Regions from separate parts of the Pan troglodytes genome. Here region 1 is linked to region 2. A link is a contact called in public Hi-C data. All regions are on one chromosome and are shown on one strand. Each heading gives the region's core, a stretch centred on a gene start, on an enhancer-like site or on the middle of the called end of the contact. The rest is flanking DNA. Distances are from core to core; before and after follow the strand shown.

Region 1 (5,916 bases), core at 271-2,770, 86 kb after region 2:
AGAGAGATTGTTCTGCACCGATCAGAAGAGCAGACTGCACGACCACCTTATACAACTCGAGGTAATTTACTTTGGGCAACCATTTTTAACTCATTCCTCCCCTCAAGAAAGAGACCTGTGTCTGGGAAGGATTAAGTTCCTATACACCTGATCAAGGCCCTTCAGAGGAAAGCCAAACTGAGTGAGACAGCTAAAAAAAAAAAAACTGAACAAAAGAGGTCTCTCCTGGAACAAGCCCTACTGCCCCCTTCTTTCCCAGCCTCATTTGCTAGGAGTCCAACTTCCTTTCCGCTGGAGGTCACCAGTACTACCATCCAGTGAGGTGCTGAGATTTCTTCACCTGCTTTGGGTCTTAATTCTGCTGGTTTGAAGCTGTCACAGCCCGGGACAGTCCTAATGTATCTCCTCTCTCTGAAGAGAGCAGTGTTACTCAAAAGCCTGCAAAGGAAACTTAATGCAACCATTCACTGAGCAGCATTTTTTCAATGAAGTTCAGCAGCACAATCTAACCTCTTTGTGCTCTGAAATGAACCACATTTCTTAAAAAGAAAGACCACAGGGGGTTGACAGAAAACTTGCTGCAGGCAGGAAAAGCTGGACAGTTTACAGGAGCTGATGCAGAGGGAACAAGCAAAAACCCTAGTAGGTCCTTTTTCGCATTTCATCTCTACTTTTTTCCTGCTGCATTCCCAAGCAGAGTTCCAATGCCACAAGAAAAAAAAAAAAGGGGGGGGGGGCGTTTTACAGCTTCTTCATTAGTTTCCCTTCACTGGATAGGTGCTGTAAACAAGTATGCTGGACTCAGTCATAGGGGCTGAAGTTTCCTCTCCTTCAGATAAAAAGAAACTAAGGGCCTAGTCACAAGGGCCCGAGCTAAATAAAATGGGGAAAAGTGCTGCCTGTGTCGTTTCTGGGAAAATCTCCCCGTCTGTGGAAAGCATAACTGCCAGCCAAAGCAAACTCCCAGAACCGGATGTTAAAGATCAAGGCAAGGGCCTCCCAAGGCCACGCATCCCTGGCTTCCATTCAGGGGCACCTACAGCAGTTAGGGAAATGCAGTCCACAGGCCCTCTTGTCTGTCAAAACTTTCTCCCCATACACCCAAGGCGCAGATTAGGCATTAACTTGCAGAAGTGTCTCGCAAGAGAGCCTTCAGGGCTGAAATCCGAGCTCCAAGGCAAATCTTTATGTGGGAGGAAAAAAACAGATCCCTACCTCCAGCAGGCCCAGACCCCCACCTCCAGCAGGCCCAGACCCCCGGGGAGATGGAGGGGGTAAGGTCTCGCCACCAAAAACTGCACACTCACCCACACCGCTGCCCACCCCACCCCGAAGACACCAAGGTGCTTTCCAACCTCGGCTTCCACGCGACTCATCCGAGACTCAAGGAGACAAAAGGGGGCGAGGGAGGGACTCTCCGCGGGCACACAGAGGTCCGAGCCCCTCTGGGAGGAAGCTCGCACCCAGAGCAGAGCGGGTGGTTTCTCCCGCGCCCAACTCCTCCTCCTCCTCCTCCCCAGCAACTCCCCACGGCGGCCGGTCTCCAGGCCAGCGCCTTGTCTCGCCTCCTTCCAGCTGGGGCCGGATAATAGGGCAAATCATGTAACTGGCGCTCTGAGCGCGCCGACTGCCCCGGGAGCGGGTTCCGAAGGCTTATCTCAACTCTGTAAATAAACTGGCCCCGAGAAGCAGCAGCTCAGGGCCAAGCCCCGCGCGGTGGGTGCGACCCCGCCCGGCCGCCCCACCTGCAGCGGCCGAGCCGGCCGGCCCGCGGGCCTCAGCGCCGGCCAGTCCCCGGCCCTACCTTTGTAGCGCTCCAGCACATCCTCGTACGCCTGCACGAACTCCTTCTCCTGGCTGCGGTTGGCCGGCTGCTGACCCGGCACGTAGCCGGCCATGGCCGCCCGCACCGCCTTCTCGCCGAGCCCCGGGGGCTGCCGGTTCCAGGCCCGTGCGCTGAGGCGGCGGCGGCGGCGGCCCCAGCCTCGGCCCTTTGTGCGTCTCAGAGACGGCGACGGCGCCCTCGCTCTCCGCCGTCCGCCCGCCTCGCCCGGCCCGGCAGTCGCGCTCCGCTCCTCAGTCCGCTCGCACCCGGCCCGCTCGCGCTCCGCCGGTCCCGGCTCGCGTTTCCGCCTCCTCACCCCTCGGCTCCGCTCCTCCCTCAGCCCGCCCCGGCGCGGCCGCGGCGACGGGCGGCGGCAGCGGCTCCTCCTGTCAGGAGCGCCAGGCCCGGCCCGTTCCCCGCCCCCTCTCCCCGCCGCCTCCGGGGCCCGGCGAGTCCTCGGCCCCAGGCTGCGGCCGGCTGGGCCCGGGCTGCCCACACGGGTCCCCCAGGGGCTGCCGACCCCCGCCCGGCCCGGACTGGGGCCCGAGCCGAGGGGCGCGAGAGGCCGGCCCACGCGGGAGTCCCGCTGGGTGGGAGGCCCCGCGCGTCAGGATGAAAGGCTGGGCCGGCCGAACGGCAGGGAGACCCGGGCCGGCTCCACAGGGCGAGCGGGAGCCCCAGTCAGCGCTGACCTACGCCGCCGGGAGCGGGACAAAGGAGGGTTTCTCCCTGGCTGGAGAGAAACCCAGCGGGGCCTGTGCGGCTGCTGGAGAAGGACCTGGAGAAACTGAAGGGAAAGCAGAGGGCAAAAGACCACGATGCCTCAGATCCCAGGGCTAGACGCGGTCAGAACGAGGACAAGGGCAAGATCCAGACAGGGCTGCAGTGTGGGGCCGGAGGACACTGAGCCCACAAAGAAGCCCGGGAACAAAGGGTTTTCCAGAAACAGAAGAAGCTGAACGAGAAGTGACGGGGCAGATCCAGCACCATGAAGTAAACCAGGCCAAGGAGCCAGAGCCTGAGAAATGACAACCTAGGGAGGCACGAAAACGGGATTCTGAATGCACCATGGGGTGAATAAGAGGAGAGACAGGGAGACATAAATCTGTAGGGGATAGACCCTCTAGAATTATTAAACTGTGACAGCCATCTGAACAGAGAGACAGAGATCAAAAGGGAGAAATGTGGGAACCTGAGACGGAACCAGGACTGTTAGGGAACAAAGAAAGGACTCTGGAGCATAGCTGGTCAGGGAAGAAAAGGGGAAGCCAATTATTCTTTGTCATCAGGGGAAAGGAAAGAGTAAAGAAAGGAAACTGGAAAATATGGGTAGGGATTTATTAGGGGCCATTTTGAGGACAGAGCTCCCAACATCATTTGATCCAACATTCGGTTGTGTATCATTCAATCCCAATATTCATGGAGTGCGCTGGAGCCATGAGCAGTGAATGAAGAACTCTGGTCAATGTAGGTGACACGTTGTGCCCGCCACCCCCCATTCAGCAGTTATCCTCCCCTGTTAGCTTGATTTTTCAGGAGGTCTGGAGAGGTGGTTGTGGGTAAGAAGTTACACTGGCTGATCTCACAATAAGGGCACATTAGCAAGTAAAAAAAATTCATGCAACACTGAGCAACCAAAATTGGGACTTGGGCTTCCATTCCAGTTCCCATTCTCAAGAGTTTGAAGGAGAAACTTCTTAACCCCAGGCTAGGGAAGGTGTCTTTGTACCTTGTGAGTACTGCCAAGTATTTTGGTCAATGCTCAGCACATTGGTAACAAGTAAAACAAATGACGCTTTTCGCTAATAGGTGCATGCTGGTTGTTTCCACACCACACCCTGATCAGAAATCAGGTGAGCAAGTCATTAATCATATCTTTTCCCATCAAGTTTTGCTGGCCTGCCCAAGTTGTGGGCATGAAGATCATGCAGGGAAGGGCCTGAAAGAGGACAGGGAGGATCCTTAGACAAATGCTCATTTCCTTCCAGTTTAATCCTCCGTGCTAAAACAAACAAACAAACAAAACTAGTTCTCAGTTTGGTGTCAGCTGCTAATGAGCTCAGTTTACAAAAAGAAGGGGAATAAGTTTGAAGTATATGCATTTTTCAGTAAAAGGCTTTTAGCGGAAAATGCAGGATGAGTTGCTGATTGATGGCACAAGCACATTTTTCGTAAACAGCAGAGAATATAGAAATGCTAACTCTGGGGATCTTGACTGTGTCAGTGCTGAGTCATCTGCATTTCCCATATTATTTTATACCAGCAGGCCTAAGAAGGCCCAGACAGAAATCACGCATACAAACACCTCCACACAGACATTTCGCCCCCACACAGACATCTGCCTCCTTATGTCCATTACACTACATAGAAAAGTCCCTCCATTCCCTCCTGGGGCTGCTACACGCGCCACTTTGTGAGCAGGTTCCTCAAGATGTGTGACTGATGCTTGCCAAAGGTGAAGAAAGAACAGGGGCAAAAAGGGGAAGAGTCCGCTGTGAGAATCAGAGAAGACCTGGGGGGGTTGCGGGGAGAAGGCAAGGGGTTGAGATTCCTTTTAAGAAACACACAAATCAAAGAAGAAACTTCTGCTTTGGGTTGTGGCTAGAGGGCTTCTCTAAGACTCAAATTGCTTTCTTGACAAAATTTGCATTTAAATGCTCCCAGGAGATTTTGAAATAATGCATTCTTCTAATGAATGGAAAGTGGGGAAGTCCACATGTTTGGCTGATGTTCCTGTTTTATACAGAGAAAATTTGACAAGGCTAGAGGAACAAAGTGGCTGCCAGGGGGGATGGGAAGAAGGAAGTCTATGAAGGGGAGGTTTTTCGCTTCTTTCAAGCAACAGTCTAAATTTATAGCCAGACCACACAGTCGCAAAAGCTCTGAGCCTTTCTCCTTTTGGTCTTTGATTTTCTTTTGCTCCTGATGGGTGAGACTGCTGCTACATTTCTAAGAAGGCTGCAATGGGGGAAGCAGAAGGATGTACTCGGAAGGGCATCTAGTGGAAGAGAAGAGTAATACAAGGAAATTAATGCCCTTTATCCTTGGTGTCCTCCCAATTAAAGCCTCATCAAATACCCCTATCCCTAAAGCCCTGCCACTTTCTAATTCTTTCAGCGCCTCTAATGTGTTATCTCGCCTCAGGGCCATCCAACCGACTTTCCTCCCAGATTATAACCCTTCATCACTCTCCTTTGGCCTGGCTCACTCCTACCCATGCTTCTGCTGAAACTCCCCAGGGGAAAGCCTTCCTTGACCCCCCCCTCCTCCAATTAATAGGTCCTCCTCTACCCTTTGGTAATACTCATCACACTTGAAGTTATGGTACAGTGTCTCTCATCCTTACTAAATCGTAAGCTCCCTGAGGGCTGGGGCTGTTTGTCGTCTAATTCACCACAGGATCCTTAGCACCTAGCAAATGATCTGGCACATATAGGGCACTCATTAACTATTTCGTCTTTCTTTTCTTTTCTTTCTCTCTCTTTCTCTCTCTCTCTCTTTCTTTTTCTTCTTTTTTTTTGACGGAGTCTCGCTGTCGCCCAGGCTGGAGTGCAGTGGCGCGATCTCGGCTTACTGCAGGCTCCGCCCCCCGGGGTTCACGCCATTCTCCTGCCTCAGCCTCCCGAGTAGCTGGGACTACAGGCGCCCGCCACCTCGCCCGGCTAATTTTTTGTATTTTTAGTAGAGACGGGGTTTCACTGTGTTAGCCAGGATGGTCTCCATCTCCTGACCTCGTGATCTGCCCGCATCGGCCTTCCAAAGTGCTGGGATTACAGGCGCGAGCCACCGCGCCCAGACTCTTTCTTTCTCTCTCTCTTTTCTTTCTTTCCCTCCTTCCCTCCCTTTCTTTCTTTCCTTTCTTTTTTGAGATGGAGTCTCGCTCTGTCACCACCCAGGCTGGAGTGCAGTGGCGTGATCTCAGCTCACGGCAACCTCCACCTCCCGGGTTCACGCCATTCTCCTGCCTCAGCCTCCCGAGTAGGTGGGACTACAGGCGCCCGCCACCATGCCCAGCTAATTTTTTTTATTTTTAGTAGAGAAGGGGTTTCACTGTGTTAGCCAGGATGGTCTCCATCTCCTGACCTCGTGAA
Region 2 (6,376 bases), core at 2,059-4,558:
GAGAAGTAAACTTCTCCCTCCCTTGAGCTTTTATTATACTTTATCTGTTTCTCTCATAAAGTTTAGCACTTTGTGCTTTATAATACAGCTGAGCACATATTGTTACTCCCTCACTAGACTGTTTTTGAAGCTAGATAAATGTCTGCTCTCCTTTATAAAATCTTAGTCACTAAATAACTATTTGTGGAATGAGCAAATTAATAAATGAATGAGAAGATCTGAGAACTGCTTAAGAGCAAGAATGGGGGCGGGTGCACACTAGAAAGGGCAAAGCTGGGCCCAGTAAATTATGAATACTCCCAAAATATAAACATTTCTTCTGGTAATGCATCTTTTTTGACCACAAAAACATACAACCGAGAACAAGTGCCTGGAAAACCATTCATCTTATGGCAGAAATAACTCAAAATGCTCTTCTAGAGAGGCCTAGTAGGTAACATACACTAACAAGGGTGTCGAATCACCTTTAACAGTGAACTTCCAAATCTACCTGGGAATTTAAAAGAAAAAAGTGTCTCCAAGAACACAAGTATAAGTTTTGCTTTTCCTTGGAGCTGGAAGGAAGATAGTTTATTAAATCAGAAATTAAACTGCTTGGCTGGGAGCAGTGGCTCACCCCTGTAATCCCAGTGCTTTGAGAAGCTGAGGCAGGAGGACTGCCTGAGGACAGGAGTTCAAGACCACCCTGGGCAACATAGCAAGACCCCATCTCTCCAAAAAATAATAACACTTAGCCAGGCCCAGTGGTTACACACCTGTAGTTCTAGCTACTTGGGAGGCTGAGGCAGGAGAATCACTCCAGCCCAGGAGTTTCAGGCCACAGTGAGCTATGATCACACCACTGCACTCCAGCCTAGACAGCAGAGCAAGACAATAGAGAAGGGAAGGGAAGGGAGGGGAGGGGAGGGGAGGGGAGGGGAGGGGAGGGGAGAGGAGGGGAGGGGAGAGGAGGGGAAGGCAGGGAGAAAGAAATTCCACTTTTGGTTGGGCATGGTGGCTCACGCCTGTAATCCCAGCACATTAAGAGGCTGAGGCAGGGTGGATCACCTAAGGTCAGGAGTTCAAGACCAGCCTGGCCACCCGTCTCTACTAAAATTACAAAAATTAGCCGGGCATGGTGGCATGTGCCTGTAGTCTCAGCTACCTGGGAGGCTGAGTCAGAAGAATCCCTCGAGCCCGGGAGGTGGAGGCTGCAGTGAGCTGAGATCGCGCCACTGCACTCCAGCTTGGGAAACAGAACAAGACTCTATCACAAAAGAAAGAAAAGAAAAGAAATTCCACTTCTGGAAATCCCTCCAGATATGGATTCTGCCCAGGATCTAACTCTAGATGGCCTTCCTATCAAGCTCAGCAACTGAAGGTCTTACCCTTAAGAAAGAAAAGGGAAAGTAACACTAAAGAGGAGGGGCAGAAAATAAAGTGAGAGATGCTCTGGTACAGCACTTAGAAAACTCACTCTTGGCCAGGTGTGGTGGCGCATGCCTGTAATCCCAGCACTTTGGGAGGACGAGGTGGTTGGATCACCTGAGGTCAGGAGTTCGAGACCAGCCTGACCAATATGGTGAAACCCCATCTCTATTAAAAATACAAAATTACCCAGGAGTGCCTGTAATCCCAGCTACTTGGGAGGCTGAGGCAAGAGAATTGCCTGAACCCAGGAAGTGGAGGTTGCAGTGAGCTGAGATCATGCCACTGCACCCCAGCCTGGGCAACAACAGCGAAACTCTGTCTCAAAAAAAGAAAAAAAGAAAAAAGAAAACTCACTCTTAAACCCAAGTGCCTGCCTCTCTCTCTCTCTCTCCCTCTCTCTCTTACCAGGGCTGTAAATATAATTTGTGAGCCAAACCTATATTCAAATTCTGATTTCACAATCTCTAGTTGTGTATCTTTGAACCAATTACTTAATCTCTTTAATCCATAGTTATCTCATGTCAAAAAGGGATAATAAAATTACCTCTTCACAGTATTACAGTGAGGATTAAGTGAGAAAATGCATAATATATTTGGCACACAGTAAGCATTAACTATTTAAAAAGCATTAAACATTGACTCATTAATGCCAACTCTTGTTATTATGATTACCACACAAGAGACCTCCTAGCAGGGCATCAAGTCATCCTCAGTGGCAAATGCAAGAAGGTAAGTGAAAGTAATGTGTGGTATTGAACAGCTCAATGACTAAATCAAATTAGGCTTCGACAGCATTGCTTCAAAAAGGGAAAGGACAAGAATATCTAGTCAACCTCAACAGCCATATTACCATTTTAAGTAATCTCTCTCTCTGGAATTTTGACCCTTTTCCCCAATGAAATAATATCTATCTAGTAAGCTTTTTCCAAGAAACTCTGGTAGCCAACATCTTAAAGAAATGGAGAAAAAAATGATACGAAGAAAAGAAGCCCTGTCTATGGGGACTATTCCAGAATCTTGCCGAGGATTGTTATTTTTGTCCAGAAATATTCTTTTTTTTTTAATTTTTGAGATGGAATTTCACTCTTGTTGCCCAGACTGTAGTGCAATGGCACAATCTCGGTTCACTGCAACCTCTGCCTCCCGGGTTTAAGCAATTCTCCTGCCTCAGCCTCCCAAGTAGCTGGGATTACAGGCATGCGCCACCATGCCCGTCTAATTTTTTTGTATTTTTGGTAGAGACGGGGTTTCACCATGTTGGCCAGGTTGGTCTTGAACTCCTGACCTCAGGTTATATCCACCCGCCTCGGGTTACAGGCGTGAGCCACTGCGCTTCGCCCATAAAGTTCTTAATACAAGTTCACGCCTTTTGTTTCTGCTCTAATATTTTAAAAAACATAGTACTGAATATACAAAGATGTCACAATAGACAAGGAATCCAGCTCATTTATCACTAGATTAGTGTTTCTCTTATTGAGAGCCTAACCCTCAGTGACCCCTACTGGACAAAGATAGATAGACACAGAAGACTGAGTTTTTAAACAACAAAGAAAACCTGTGTTGCTTTTATTCTAATGAAATTCTCACACATGGAACTTTCATTATACAAGTTCAAGCTTGTGTCAAAATCTATATACACCTGTAACATAGAAGGCAACAATGCTATGTCCAGTCAGCTCATTCCTTTTATGGGAAACATTATCACCATAAAGTTGGTTGGCTTCACGGCTGCCTCAACAGGATCGTCAGTATTTATGGTTTTGTGATGAGTCCTTATAGAGAAAATAGCAGACAGAAAAGGAGCAGTCACTGGCACACAACTCCTACCCCTCAGTACCTTGCAATTTTTCCATTCCCCGAGGTGACTCACTCTTAACACAGCCCAGACTATTTGCCAGCAGTCAGGGCCACTATGTGTGCCTGGTGAGTAATGCTTTCCCCAGCGTGCATCCTCCCAGCTGCCTCTGACTGAACAAGTCATAAAAGGAAATCTGGGTAACCATTTTTAAGTTTTTTGCTTTTTTCTTTTTTTGAGACAGAGTCTTGCTGTGTCGCCCAGGCTGTAGTGCAGTGGTGAGATATCGGCTCACTGCAATCTCCACTTCCCAGGTTCAAGCAATTCTTGTGCCTCAGTCTCCTGAGTAGCTCGGATTACAGGCATACACCACCACACCCAGCTAATTTTTGTATGTTTAATAGAAACGGAGTTTCACCATGTTGGCCAGGCTGGTCTCGAACTCCTGGCCTCAAGTGATCCACCTGCTTCGGCCTCCCAAAGTGCTGGGAGCCACCGTGCCTGGCCCAGTTTTAAGAACACACGTCCCATCCTAAACACAAGGATAGCTCCTCTCAGCTCCCTGCAGGGACTCAGAGTTGTAATGAATTCCCTCTAATGGCAGCCAGGTGGCAATGCAGAAACAGGCAAAGGCAGAAAAGCCAATGAGTATGATAAGCCCTTACTCTCTAAAATCTGGGGACCACAGCTTCTACTTTGGATAAAACAAAAAGTAATGGGCATGAAGCAGAGCCATCTGCTATCACACAGCATCACACCCTGTGGCACAGCCCTGATGAAAAGCCCAATCTCAGAAGAAGGAGGCAGCCTCTTAAGTATCTGTCCATCCATCCTTAGGTGTCCCAAGTAGTGGATGAGGAAAACGACAGCATCTGTTTTTTTGATTAGTGACTGGCACATTAATCGAAAAATGGACAACAGTTGTAGTTAAACTTTCTCCCAATAGATGTTCCTGGAGTATCTAATCCTTCAGACATGAATCTATGGAGTTAGTGCAAACATTTTGGAAACAGCTGCCAAGTGCTAGGTAAGTGAGAGAAGTGGAGGAAGGTCTTTGACACAGACAATTTACTTCAAAGCTATCTTAAGCAATAATAATTCCTGATAAATTGTCAAACAGGAAAACTTTAAGTAGGACCCAACTGGGCCTGTACTTCACTGCTAGGTTTAAAAAAAAAGAAAGAAAGAAAGAAAGAATCACCCCAAATACATCATATCCAGTGAATTTTTAAAATTTTCTTAAAAATCAGAGCACCGTCAATACAGTTGCCTACATTTTTTCCCTACCTATAATCCTTGGGTCTCTGATGCTCATATATGCCTGGGAAGAAAACTATTATCCAGCTTAGTTTTCATTGTTGTTGTTTTGGGGTTTTTTTGTTTGTTTGTTTTTGAGACACAGTCTCACTCTGTCACTCAGGCTGGAGTGCAGTGGTGCGATCTCAGCTCACTGCAAACTCCACCTCCCAGGTTCAAGCGATTCTCGTGCCTCAGCCTCCCAAGTAGCTGGGATTACAGGCACACCACCACGCCTGGCTAATTTTTGTATTTTTAGTAGAGACGGGGTTTCGCCATGTTGGCCAACCCAGTCTCAAACTCCTGGCCTCAAGTGATCCACCTGCCTCGGCCTCCCAAAGTGCTGGAATTACAGGCCACTGCACCACCTCCAGCTCAGTTTTTGACAAAATCCAGAATACTCAAGATCCTGATTTTTATCAAAAAGAGAGAGAAAGAGAAAAAGAGAGACAGCACAAGGCGGTGGCTCACGTCTGTAATCACAGTACTTTGGGAGGCCGAGAGGGCAGATTTCTTGAGCCCAGGAGTTCGAGACCACCCTGGGCAACATGGCAAAACCCTGTTGTTATGAAAAAATACAATAAGTTAGCTGGGTGTGGGGATGCACATCTGTAGTCCCAGCTACTCACGCCACTACACTTCAACCTGGGTGACAAAGCAAGATTCCGTCAAAAAAAAAAACAAAAACAAAAACAAACACACACACACACACAGAAAAGAAGAGAAAGAAAGAAAGAAAAGACAAGAAAAGAGAAAGGAAGAGAGAGGAGAGGGGCGGGGAGGGGAGGAAAAAAGAAAGAAAGAAGAGAGAGAGGCAGCGAAGGAGGGAGAAAAGAAAAGAAATTACCTATGGCATACCTAATTACTAAAACCAAAAAGATATTGACAAAAATTTTCAACAAGAATGAAACAAAAAGCACTCTCTGGTTAACCTTTGATAAACCAGAATATCTAAATAAGCACATATCAGATTTTATCAATGCATTTAGACATTACAGAACTAGAGACGATTATAGGTCCAGTTCTGTTCTTGGCTTATTAAATGACTTCAGGATCGTTTAACTACACTGGATCTGTTTACTCATTCATAAAATGAGTTCACATTCTAGATCTCTAAATTCTTTTCCAGCTCTAAAATTCTGTGGTTCTGTGAAATATTTAGTTGCCTAGGTACTATGTTGATTGTTATCAATAACAAAAAAATTACAAAGCCAGTCTTACGCTACTATCCTTTAAGAGCTTACAATCTAACTGGAGAAATATGTATACAGATAGTCTTAACATAAAGCAGTACAGGCTATGTCAGGAGGGCAAGACTATAAGAACTCAGTGAATGGAACTTCAGAAATTCAGTCAATGAAATGGTCATTTCCTGTTGGGGAAGTCAAAAAAAAAGGCTTCCATAGATAAGAAATATAACCTGGGACTAGAAGAATGTATAGGATTTCAACAGTCTGAAATAAGAAGAGTAAACACTCCAGGAGGAGAGATAGCATGAGGAAGAGAATGAAAAACAGAAAGTACAAGTGACACTAGAACGAACCACAGGGTTTGTGTATTTGGGTTGGGGTTGGGGAGGCTCAGAGAGAGGTAACTAAATTGGGAAGATTAACTTCTGCCAACTTTAGGGTATCCATTACAAATTTAATAAGCACATTTAGCTCCCTTTCAGAAACCTCAGAAAAGTGACAGTAAGAGAATTAAAATGGCACAAGCCCACAGAAAATAAGAATAAGAAATAGCAACAAAAGTTTGATACACTGGAGTGTGGATAAACAAATGGTCGAAAACTTAAATGTCAGCTTTCTTTCTCTCTGCTAAGTGCCTGCAGGAAATGGGCAACAATAAGAAACAAGGTAAATTGTGCTGCAGAAT

What was found. A called contact is a pair of places that touch in the nucleus more often than the background predicts.
Region 1: a Hi-C map of stem cell-derived neural progenitor cells shows a contact between it and region 2, with 7 times the contacts expected there. The contact joins the promoter of MACF1 here to the enhancer-like site in region 2. A contact is called at or near these places in 5 of 7 Hi-C or Micro-C datasets (blood, induced pluripotent stem cells, a lymphoblastoid cell line and 1 more) and 1 of 1 datasets of contacts at active chromatin or transcription factors (stem cell-derived excitatory neurons).

The regions. Positions count from the first base shown.
Region 1 is chr1:191,866,031-191,871,946 of NHGRI_mPanTro3-v2.0_pri, forward strand. MACF1 (microtubule actin crosslinking factor 1) reads right to left here and starts at 1,521. Exons shown (of 101, transcript XM_063782390.1): 1 at 1,356-1,521.
Region 2 is chr1:191,778,548-191,784,923 of NHGRI_mPanTro3-v2.0_pri, forward strand. The region is part of intron 1 of MACF1 (microtubule actin crosslinking factor 1); the gene reads right to left. Among named protein-coding and RNA genes, the nearest start is that of MACF1, 86 kb to the right of the region's middle. Within about 2 kb of position 3,309, at least 8 of the 24 cell types and tissues checked have an H3K27ac peak or open chromatin away from gene starts, as enhancers often do. A contact at or near this core is called in stem cell-derived neural progenitor cells, where this site is marked.